Regions from separate parts of the Mus musculus genome. Here regions 2, 3 and 4 are each linked to region 1. A link is a contact called in public HiChIP or PLAC-seq, Micro-C and promoter capture Hi-C data. All regions are on one chromosome and are shown on one strand. Each heading gives the region's core, a stretch centred on a gene start, on an enhancer-like site or on the middle of the called end of the contact. The rest is flanking DNA. Distances are from core to core; before and after follow the strand shown. Region 1 holds the start of Cebpg (CCAAT/enhancer binding protein (C/EBP), gamma). Region 2 holds the start of Kctd15 (potassium channel tetramerisation domain containing 15). Region 3 holds the start of Cep89 (centrosomal protein 89). Region 4 overlaps Chst8 (carbohydrate sulfotransferase 8).

Region 1 (2,551 bases), core at 36-2,535:
TAGAGGGGCTTGCCTACCATACTCTGAATTCTTCTATGTACAATTTCTCAATAGAGAAAGACCTTATGGTGCTTTGTTTCAAATTCCCTCTGTGAGACAGGTCTGCACTCAATGATAATATATTCAAATAAGGATTCAAGTGGGTGGAAACTCAAGAGACACAACACCCAGCTGTTGTGCAACCCACAAAGGTTAAAACCTTTCTAAATTTGATACATCTTATGATGCAGTTTACAAAGAAACAAACAAAAAAGCAAGAAGGAGCAGAGCAAAACAAAGCATGCCAACCTTCTTAAGACCAGAAATACACAAGCCCACTTGGAAAGAGAAACAATTCTCACACCCGCATGCCCAACTTCCCCACCTGGATACCTCCGCTGGCTCTTTTCCCGAGCTCCCTCCAGGCGAGCTAAGGAAAGGCTTCATGGCTTGACCTTCTGCGTCTGGTGCGCGATCATCTAGGATGTCCTCCCCCTCCCAGTGAACTGCAGGACACACGACCGCGTCCAAAAAAACAAACGAAATCTCCCTCTTGCAACGTTACGTGTGTAAAAACTCGAGTGCCTTCCCTAGATGACCACTAGGTTATTAACTCCAAATAGGACCCGGGCCATCCCCCCCAGACCGAGCCGTTTGGGAAGCCGACAGGAAGAGAGTCCTAGGTGGCTCCAAAGTAAGATTCGGTCCACCTTCTATTCTAGGAACACCCTCCATCCCTAGGGGCCAATGCGCGCCAGGCTTGTCACGCTGCACGTCGCCGAGGGGCAGGTTCTGGAGGGACCACCTGGTACTCCATCCCTTCCCCGACTGTGGTGAGGGGGCGCCCGGGGGAGCGCGGGGGTCGGCGCCAAGCGCGGCGGCGCTGGGCCGTGGCCAGGGATGAGCTCAGCCCCGCCGGGTGTTGCCCGCAGGTTGCATCAGACGCCGCTCCGGGCCCCCGCCCGCGCCGCCAAGCCGCCAGGAGCCTTCCGGGCCAACCTGCCGAATCGGGCAGGGCCGGGTCTCCTCCGGCCGGGTCGGCGCCTACGCGAGCGGCGGGCTCGGCCGCGGCCTCCTCCCCCAACCCCTCCGAGCTACAACCCGCGGCCTCCTTACCTGCGCCTCCGGCCGGCCCGCCCGCCCCCAGACGGCCTCCACTCCGAGCGGCCCCGCGCGGCGCGGCCCGACCCGACCCGACCCAGGCCTCGCAGCCCGCGAGTCGGCGAGGAGGAGCGACGGTTACGAAACCGGCAACCTCCGCCCGTTCCGCCACCGCGGCCACCGGTTTTCCCCGCCTCTTCGGGTCCGCGCGCTGCCGCCGCCGCCGTGACCAATAGAAGCGCTGCTTGGAGAACGACGCGCTCGCCTCTAGAGATGGGCAGCTCCACCAGCCAATCACAGGCCGTGTGCCGGCGAGAGGCGGGCGCGCGGCGGAACGGGCGTGGTGGGCGTGGCAGCACCGGCGCTGGCTGGAGGCGCGCTCGGTGGTTTCCCCCTTAGGCTGTCGGTGGTGGCAGGCGGTGGCCCTGAGCCTTGGGAGTGACCCATGGCAAGCAAAGTTCTATCAGAGTTACGAGGGCCTCACCTGCCTTAGGGAAAAGACATTTCCTCAGGTGGATTTTTGAGTTAGGGTGGGTTTTTTGTTTGTTTAGGCCTCACGGCCCTGAGGCATCTGCACATTTATTTTGATAAAAGCACGTTAAGGAAAAACTGTCCAGTGCTAGGGTTAGCACTTGTCAGACGCTTGACAACAGCAGACTGTGGCTGCCGAACAAATCACGATTTCCAAAGTGTGCTCACCTCCGGAGAGCAGATGATGGATATGAGGTGCTCTCTTAAAAGTGACAAGTGGTCCAGCCTGGGTCTCCCGGGAACAGTTCACAAGAGAATCAAAAAGCGGGTTTTTTTGTTGTTTTGTTTTGTTTTGTGTTGCTTTTTGTTTTTGTGTTTTGAAAAACAGGAAGCAGCGCTGGGTGGAAGGCAGAGCCTGCCCGAAAGGTTTGATTGCTTCCTCTTTAGCAATGCTTATCATTCAAAACTCTCTGGCTTTCAGAAGGGAAATGTTTCTTCATCGCCAAGGCCAGGAGAGCAGCTCTCCACATAAGACTTCGAGGAATCCCTGAGAGATGAAAATACCTGAAAAAAAAAAAGTCAACCACAGAGAATGACCCCTGATAACCCCATGCACACTTGGGGAGCTAATGTCTCAAAACCAGTCAGTATGTTTCTTTAGGTTTGGATCGCTGTGTTAAGAGCCATTTTTTTCCCAAGACTTAGCACTATGAAAGGTGAACCGTGCTTTGTTTCTCACAAAGACCACGATTTTACCCCTAATGTTTTCTAGTCATATAAAAACTATCGAAAATAAAAACATCCTTGCATGTCATATGTATATTGAGTTAGCCTCTTTTTTGCCAGCCGCTCTGCCAGCTGCATTCTGTGTTGTGTCTAGGCAAGCCTTCCACAGCCAGCAGTCAATGCCCAGGAGTCTTGAGATTTCCTCTTTAGCTGATATCCTGTAATTCTTTTCCTGATTACAAGAACGGTATGTGCTAAAGTGTGGACTAAGAGT
Region 2 (2,551 bases), core at 34-2,533, 400 kb before region 1:
AGCTCTTACGCCCAGGGCGCTTGCCCGAGGCAGCAGTGCCAGGGGCCTGCAGGACTGTCCAGGGGTGGAACGGGAGGGACGCAGCGGGCCACCTGGTGCGCGCCAGCGGGGCCGCAAAGCCAGCCGGCCGGTGTGAACTTCGGGGCTACAGGATCCGCTGGGCCGAACCTCCGGCCCCGCGGGCGGGGTGGCCAAGGTACCCGAAGGGCCCAGCGAAGAAGGGGTGGGAGTGCGGTGGGGGGCGGAGACAAAGTTAAATCAAGAGGCAGACACTTCAAGACCACAGATGGGAAGCTCGCCTAATTAAGGACGTAAAAGCGCTTTTGTTCTCAAAGTTTATTGTTGCCGGGATTTAAAAAAAATTAATTGAAACTAATGCTGTTATTCACTCGCGCAGTTAAATTCCTTCATGCACATTTGAGACACGGAGTGAAAACTTGAAGGTTTATCTTTCTACAGTCGGGGGCTTCTCGAGGGAGGGTAGAGAGGTGCTACTGTGACGCGAGAGTGGGAGAATGAGGGTGTTCGCATCCAGATGAGGGGGTGCGTGTGGGCAGTGGAAATCTAGAGACCGCGGTCCGGTCTTGGGGCGGCGCGTTCCCCGCCCCACATCCTTCCTGAGCTTGGAACCACCACCAGTGCGTCTAGCATGAGACTCGTAGGGTGGGCGTCAGAGAACGCACATCTGTCCCGTTAGAGACTTTTTTCTTTTCTATAAATTGGGCGCCAACCCGGTCCTGTGAGCCCCGAAAGCCCAGCTGCATGGAGCCGGTTTCAGACTCAGGAAAGTCATCAGCTCTGCAGGGCACTCGAGCCCATACTGGAACCAGAGTGCGGAGGACCTGGACGCATATTCCGCACAGCAGGATGATCAGAGCCCGGCCGAGTGGGGAGGGTCCACCCGCGGCTAGGACCAGCCCACGTGGGCACCCCCCCGCCCCGTGCGCGCCAGGCCTTTGTGCTGGGCGCCCCCACGCCGCCAGCCCCTGCGCTCAGCAGAGGGACAAAGCAGCCGCCCCCCCGCCCCCAGCCTAGGTCCCGGCCCGGGGCCGAGTGACTTTCTCGGAATTGCAGCCACTTTGGGAACCAGGGGTGTGCGGCACTGAGCGGTGGCCGCCCGTGCTGGGCTTACCTCGGAGCCGGAGCAGTGGATCGGGCACCGGCGCAGCCCCCGCCCCCCGCAGCCGCCGGTGTCGGGCGCCCGGCGCAGCCCCGTCGCCTAGCGCTCGATGCGCGCGGGTCGCTCCGGTCTCGTCCTGGAGTTACTTTCTCTCTCGCCCCCAACCCTCCCCCCACCCACCCCTCCCGCCCCGGCCCCCGCTCCGCGCGGCCCCTCGCGGCGCGCCGCGCCGGGGCCTCCCCTCCCCGCCCTCCCCTCGCCTCCTCCCTCTTCGCCGCGGCCGCCGCCGCCTCCTTTTCGCGCAGCTCTCCGGCTGCCCTCCCGCCGCTCCCACCTCTTCTCCTCCCTCTCTCTCCAGCGGCCTCCCCCGATGGCTGGAGGGGAGAAAATAGCCCCCCAAAACCAGCCGGTAGCCTGTGCGCCTCGCCGCGGCCCAGCCCGGATTGCAAAGGGCAGCGATCCGGTTCCAAATTACCCCGGCGCGGCGAGCGCGAGCGGGCGCGCGCGGGCGACTCCTGGCTCGGGGCTCGGCTGCGCCTCGGGGCAGAGGATTAGAGTCGCAATTAGCTCCGCGCGCCCGCGCCTGCCGCGCTCCGCGACAAAAAAAAAATGCACCGTTCCCCACCGCCACCACTTCCTTCCCACCTCGCGATCCCCACCCGTGGGTCCCGGAGCCCCGTGCCTGGGTGCCAGGGGGCTGGACCAGTACCCTTCCGGGAGCGCTGCGCCCGAGCCCCGCGCCCTCTGCGCCCCAGCCCCCCGCCGTCCGGCCACGCGGCGCCCGGGCCTCCTCCGGGCTCGAGGAGGGGGCGGGGGAGAGGCTGATTTTAATCATTGTCATTTCATCTGATGTAATATTTCCCCGGGCGCTTTCAGCTGGGCATAAATTTTCGACTCCCAAATAAGTAACACAGGGCACGTTTCTCACATTTCTCGACTCCTCGGTTACAAAGAGGAGAGAAGCAGCCGCCGCCGCGGCGCCCCGGGGCTGAGGGCGGGACTTGGTGTGGGGAGGGGAGAGAAACTGGGCTGCCAGGCGGCTTACCTCCCTCTCTCCCTCCCTCTCTCCCCGGGTCTCGGCCCCGGCTGCCCCTCTCCCGGGGAGCAGCGCCGGCCGTGACGTCTGCGGACACGCGGTGGCCACCGCGGGGGAGGGGAGCGCGGGGCACCCGGCCCGTCGCCTGCGGCCACTCGCGCCATTTCCTGGACGAGCGCGGCGCGATGGAGACGGCGGCGGCCAAAGGTCCCTGCGGCGCGGAGGCCTGCACCCAGAATGCCCCTAGCTGCTCCCCCGCTGCCCCTTCCTCCTCCTCCTCCTTCCCTTGCGCCCCGCCCGTCCCTCCTCCTCGACCATTTCTCGGCTCCTAGGAAACGGATCGCGGCCGGTGCGCTTTGCCCAGACTGCGCCCCCGCCTGGTTCCCGGGACTCCC
Region 3 (2,551 bases), core at 36-2,535, 340 kb after region 1:
TAAACCTCCTTTTTAATAAAATAAAACCCAAAGATTTATATGTAGGTTTTGCTCGCATATGTCTGTGCACATGTGCAAGCCTAGTGCCCCCAAAGGCCAGAAGAGGGAGGAGTCTGACTCCTTGAGCCACCATGTGGGTGCTAGGAATTAAACCACGATCCTCTGTAAGATAAGCCAGTCCTCGTAACCACGGAGCTCTCTCTCCAGTCCCCTTTCATTTTAGTCTATGTAACTATTTTGAGACAAGTTCTCATAGCCCAAGCTGGCCTTGAACTTGCTATGTAGCCCCAGGCTGGTCTCTAACGCAATGATTCTCCTACTTCAGTCTCAGGAGTGCTGGGATTGCAAAGGAACATCACCATACCCAGCATTTCTCTCACTCTCTCTTTTAACGTGCTGGGAAGAAAGGGGTATGACAGAAGACAGCTCACTGACCTTGCATCTCCTGAGCCAGTTGGGACCCGCGCCATTTTTCACTAGCCACAATATGTCCTAGTGGCACGTGGACCGGACCGGTCCCATCAGGCGGGTTCCTTTCCATCCGTGGTTTTGGTCTAAATGAGGAAAATGCAAGGTCTCACTAGAGCAGGCGCTGTTGCACACAGTTCTACACGAAGTCGGGACCTCTTTGACAGGATCTGTAGAGTGGATTTTCAGGCACTGAGCTACTTCAACCGAAGTCTGAATTCAAGAGATTATTTATTTTCAAAATAAGACTGGGTCTTCTTATCACGCTTGGCTCTGTACTGATAGTTGACTCCAGCTGGACTTGAACTCAGCAGCCCAAGTGCTAAAATGACAGCCGGGCGCCACTACCCCGAGCTAAACCCGGGAGATTTCTGTTTGAGTGACTCCGTCCCTCTTTGTAAGCACCTCCCTTAGCTCTGGTGTCCTAACAGGACGCTTACGGTGGCTCTTCCATTCGGTCCCTGTCCTTCTATTCGGTTCCTGTCCAGGGCTACAAAGGCAGGGAAGCTCACTGCGCCGGGGTCTAGAATCTCCGTGGACCTCACCTGAGGCCCTGCCACTTCCGGGTTCCCACAGCCCGGGAGCCCTCTTTAAAATTCTGACCGCCCTGGCCAGCGTTTTATTGGGTGATAGGTAAAAGATGGGCGTCTACTATAGCCAATAATCGAACGGAAGTCTCAGCTTGCTTCCTCTCTGGCTGGAATTTGAATGACGCCTTGCTGGGTTGTCAAGAGCAACGGGTGGCAGTAAAATTGACTCTGATAGGCTGAGACTCAAAACAGAGCCAATGTGAGACATGCTTGTTGTAAAGTCGGGGGTCCGCGGGAGCTAGGCTGTGGGGAGCTGTGCAGGCTGCGGGGTCTACCTTCCAGCTAGTCCAGCGCCTGGCGGCTCAACCCGCAGCCCTCAGCTCTCAGCCAGGATGCTCCTCAGCTTCCGCAGGAACCGCCGGAGCCAGTTCGTGAGTAGTTCCAGGCCTTCGAGTGCGGTTAAAAAAAAAAAAGATTTATTTATATGAGTGATCTATCTGCATGTATGCCTGCATAGCAAGAGAAGGTGTCAGATCCCATTACAGATGGTTGTGAGACAACATGTGGTTGCTGGCAATTGAACTCAGGACCTCTGGAAGAGCAGACCATGCTCTTAACCACTGAGCCATCTCTCCTGCCTTCATGTGCAGGTTTTAAAGACTGAGATAGGAGCGAGGCGGGATCGCTATCAGGGAGCATTAAATTCCAGAAACCCAGACTAAATGTTCCAAAGAACCCTTCATGTCCAGAGCCTGCCACAGACAGGAATCTTGGCCTCCCTGTCAGGATTCTCCTCTTAGCCGGGAGTTCACTCCTGTCTTGGAGAAAACTTCCCCCATGAGTTGATTCCTTTCCTATTTAGGGTATATTAGCCCAGCTCACTTAGTTAATCCTCTCTGGAAAAGCCCTCCCACAGACACCCAAAGGTGTGCTTCATTACACGGTAGGTATAGATTAGCCCAGTTCAGTTGACAATTGAAATCGGTCAGGAAAGCTGCCGTGAGCAGGGAGGTGTGAATGAATCGGATAGCCATGATGGTGTGCCCCAGTGAGTGCCCTTGCCTCACCAATGGGGATTGGGAACAGCGGCAGGTGTGTGTGTAAAGACTCTTGTGGGGCCGGATCCCTAGAGTGACCTCAGTTTGGGAGGTGATGGTGGCCCAGGAGCAAGGTGATCTTCTCCCGGTGACCTGCCTTGGGTTTCATTTGTGCAGAACCACATCATCCATGGCTTCCTCCCCGCAGCCAGCATCGCTCCGAAGCCAGCGGTGCCACGCACACCCCCTCCTCGGAGCCCCAACCCTTCTCCAGAGAGGCCCAGGTAAGTCCCAAGATGAGCAGCACCGAGGGTCACGCCCGTGCTTGACCATCAAGTCCTGAATCCTGGAACTGATCACACTAGCCAAAAGGCCACAAGTAGAGGGCTAGACTATTACGCTCTGTGGTTACCTCTGCTCAGAGATGCACTAATATGGCTTCTCTGAGCATCAGTGGACTTGTCTGGGGTGTGGTACCTTCAATGGAAGATCTCAGATTTCAGGATTGGGTACAGT
Region 4 (2,551 bases), core at 22-2,521, 260 kb before region 1:
CTCTACAGATCCCACTAGGAGCCCCAGTAGCAGAAATTCCCAGTAGCCCCTAGGAAACCTGGACCTAAAGATATAAACAGAACGCATGTTCCCAACCCTTGGATGGGCAGGGAACTCCATAGGTAACAGCAAGATCTTCTCCCTCCACCCCCACCCCCCCCACTCCCCATCTCCCAGGAGAAAGGCAGAGGTGGCTTCTCAGGCAAAGCCATGTAGGCAGGGCTCCGGAGGACCACAATGAAGATGCAGTCACACCCCCAGCATTTATTTGAAACAGAACATTAATTCTGACTGTCATTAGAGTCCATTTCAATTTTGTAATAACATAAAAAGTTAAGAGTCTAATTTATTCATACAAATCTTGTTAGCATCCAATTTCCACATAATGTAACATATCTCTTAAAAAGCTGACAAAGCAGGAGAAATTAAAAACAGTTAAAAAAAAAAAAAGATAGTCAAGGGTTCTCACTGTCTTGGAGGCAAAGGTGAGGAGGGGGACAGAGATCAGAGTGGTTTGGAGAAAGAGCTAGATGCTTGGAGACCAGAGACGGGCAGGCTAATTCCTGACTCTTACATACCCCTCCACGTGGCCTCCCACGATATGCCAGGGGCAAGTCTGCACCAATACGCGCCACAGACAGGCCCCCTCCCCCAGTACTCCCTTCAGCAAACACATCCTAGGAAGCCTGTAACTCCCCTTAATTAGACGGCTGCAGTGTTTGCATTCGATAGCGTCGCCCTGTAATCTTGCCCATACACAGGTTTTAACTGTACATTAATCTTTCTTACACGCCACCCCCATGCTAGATCCTGTACTGGCAGCAGTTTGGGGCGGGGGGGGGGGTGTCACTTCGTTTATTCTTCAACCAAAATAGCTGCAGATGAGTGTAACTGCACGCCACCCCTCCCCCACCTCGTCCTTCCAGGTTTACCTGCTGGCTGTGGGGCTTGGAGAGAGACTCCTGTCACCTGCAAGCCACCTTCCAGCAGTGTGTTTGGTGCTTTCACAGCTGACATCAATTTTAGCAGAAAAAGGTCAGCAGCAACAAGCAATCTTCCCATCACCAGCCATGTGCTTTTGGGGTGCCTCCTCCAAACTCCCACAGGATGGGTGGGTCTGGAAGAGCTTGCCTGGGGGGGGGGTGGAGAGCACCCCGGGTGAACCTAAGAAATCTAGCAGCACTGAGGTTCCAAGGTCACTTGGAGAGCCAGGAAGGAGAAGTATAAATTACAAAGCGCTGGATGGCTGCCAGGGCCCCAGGAAGCTACATTTAGCCTGCCATTCTCCCCGCAGCAAGACGAAGCCTTAACTCTCTTCCCGGGAATTTGAATGAAATTTGTTACAGGGACATTGTGATTGAAATATCACCAATTGGCTTTACATGACAACTCTGCAATTGATGGTGAAGGCAATGGGGAGGGGTGTGTGTGTGTGTGTGTGTGTGTGTGTGTGTCTAGAAAAGGCCGGTTGCTGTAGTGTTCTCAGGCTGGCCAACGTGGAGATAAGGGTGGCCCATACAATATTTATGAAATCCAGATGAAGTCCTATGCCTTCAGTAAGCTGATATCATAACACAGATTTCAAAAAGACTCCTTGACATTTGCCCAAGATCAGATTTCCCCTGCCAGAAGCCCAGGGGGCTTTCTGCTGATGGAGGTCTATAAGCTCCCCCACCCTCCTCCTGCAATCTGCTCCTTTTAAGCCCAGGCAATTAGCACTGGGGTGGGGCCAGACGATCCAGAAAGGGGAGAAAGCAGAGTAAGTGTGCAACCGGCTCAGTGGGAAGTATTGGGAGGGGTTTTCATTGGTAAAAGATAGGTTTGCTTTTGCTGGTCAGTTGTTTGTTTGTTTGTTTGTTTGTTTGTTTGTTTTTAAGATAAGGTCTCTCAACATATCCTTAACTTGCCTGGAACTTGCTATATAAACCCGGCTGGCCAAAAACTCACAAAGATCCACCTGCCTCTGTCTCTGGAGTCTGGGATCAAAGGAGAGGAGTTTTATTGTTAAACACTTTCTGGTGTTCAGAGCAAACCAGAGGAGGGCCTTAGTGGGTGTGGCTCAGACAGTCAGAGAGAGAGAGAGAGAGAGAGAGAGAGAGAGAGAGAGAATCCATCCCAGGGATGAAAGCAAAAATGTATAACCCTGAGGCCAAAGACTTCATTCCCGCGTAGCCTCTGAGCTCTCCTCTCTCTCTTCCTCACTCTTTCTCTCTCTCCCTCCCCCTCCCTCCCTCCTTCCTTCCTTCCTTCCTTCCTTCCTTCCTTCCTTCCCCCCTTCCTTCATCCCCCTCCTCTCCTAACCCCTCTCCCTCCCCGTCCTGTTTTTTCTCTTCCAGGCTGGCATCAGACTAGCAATCCTCCTGCCTCAGCATCTCAAATGCTAGGATTGCAGGCTTGTTCCAACATACCTGATAACCTCTGATTTCTTTCAGGGAACCTTTGGAGCCATGGAGCTGTCTAAGAGGGACACCTTTCAGCCCTCCCCGGGAGACTGTCCTGAGCTCCCACAACCCTGCCTGAGCGGCTGTGTGGCTAGGAGTGGTTGTGCCCA

The links. A called contact is a pair of places that touch in the nucleus more often than the background predicts. HiChIP or PLAC-seq counts read pairs in DNA pulled down with a chosen protein or histone mark. Capture Hi-C pulls out chosen DNA fragments and counts their contacts.
Region 2: a Micro-C map of embryonic stem cells shows a contact between it and region 1, with 1.6 times the contacts expected there. The contact joins the promoter of Kctd15 here to the promoter of Cebpg in region 1. A contact is called at or near these places in 6 of 39 promoter capture datasets (the 3T3-L1 cell line, 3T3-L1-derived adipocytes, hippocampal neurons and 2 more), 1 of 484 Hi-C or Micro-C datasets (embryonic stem cells), 3 of 115 datasets of contacts at active chromatin or transcription factors (bone marrow-derived macrophages, embryonic midbrain and stem cell-derived neural progenitor cells) and 1 of 9 other capture datasets (adipose tissue).
Region 3: a promoter capture Hi-C map of liver shows a contact between it and region 1. The contact joins the promoter of Cep89 here to the promoter of Cebpg in region 1. A contact is called at or near these places in 2 of 39 promoter capture datasets (erythroid cells and pre-B cells), 8 of 484 Hi-C or Micro-C datasets (CD4 T cells, CD8 T cells, CD8 central memory T cells and 4 more), 1 of 115 datasets of contacts at active chromatin or transcription factors (memory CD8 T cells) and 2 of 9 other capture datasets (adipose tissue and liver).
Region 4: an H3K27ac HiChIP or PLAC-seq map of embryonic stem cells shows a contact between it and region 1, with 6 read pairs. The contact joins the enhancer-like site here to the promoter of Cebpg in region 1. A contact is called at or near these places in 5 of 39 promoter capture datasets (the 3T3-L1 cell line, cranial neural crest and embryonic stem cells) and 3 of 115 datasets of contacts at active chromatin or transcription factors (embryonic basal ganglia and embryonic stem cells).

What each region holds. Positions count from the first base shown.
Region 1 is chr7:35,055,281-35,057,831 of GRCm38.p6, forward strand. It overlaps Cebpg (CCAAT/enhancer binding protein (C/EBP), gamma), which reads right to left and starts at 1,286. Exons shown (of 2, transcript NM_009884.3): 1 at 1,096-1,286. Gm45095 (serine/arginine repetitive matrix protein 1-like) reads left to right here and starts at 203. Exons shown (of 2, transcript XM_030243153.1): 1 at 203-812; 2 at 912-2,365. The coding sequence starts at 727. The coding sequence ends at 1,479.
Region 2 is chr7:34,653,115-34,655,665 of GRCm38.p6, forward strand. Kctd15 (potassium channel tetramerisation domain containing 15) reads right to left here and starts at 1,284. Exons shown (of 7, transcript NM_001360820.1): 1 at 1,133-1,284.
Region 3 is chr7:35,395,778-35,398,328 of GRCm38.p6, forward strand. It overlaps Cep89 (centrosomal protein 89), which reads left to right and starts at 1,286. Exons shown (of 19, transcript NM_028120.3): 1 at 1,286-1,429; 2 at 2,213-2,319. The coding sequence starts at 1,391. It overlaps Faap24 (Fanconi anemia core complex associated protein 24), which reads right to left and starts at 990. Exons shown (of 4, transcript NM_178643.5): 1 at 436-990. The coding sequence starts at 541.
Region 4 is chr7:34,797,585-34,800,135 of GRCm38.p6, forward strand. All of the region lies in intron 1 of Chst8 (carbohydrate sulfotransferase 8), which reads right to left. Among named protein-coding and RNA genes, the nearest start is that of Gm38987, 14 kb to the right of the region's middle. Within about 2 kb of position 1,272, at least 23 of the 459 cell types and tissues checked have an H3K27ac peak or open chromatin away from gene starts, as enhancers often do. A contact at or near this core is called in embryonic stem cells, where this site is marked.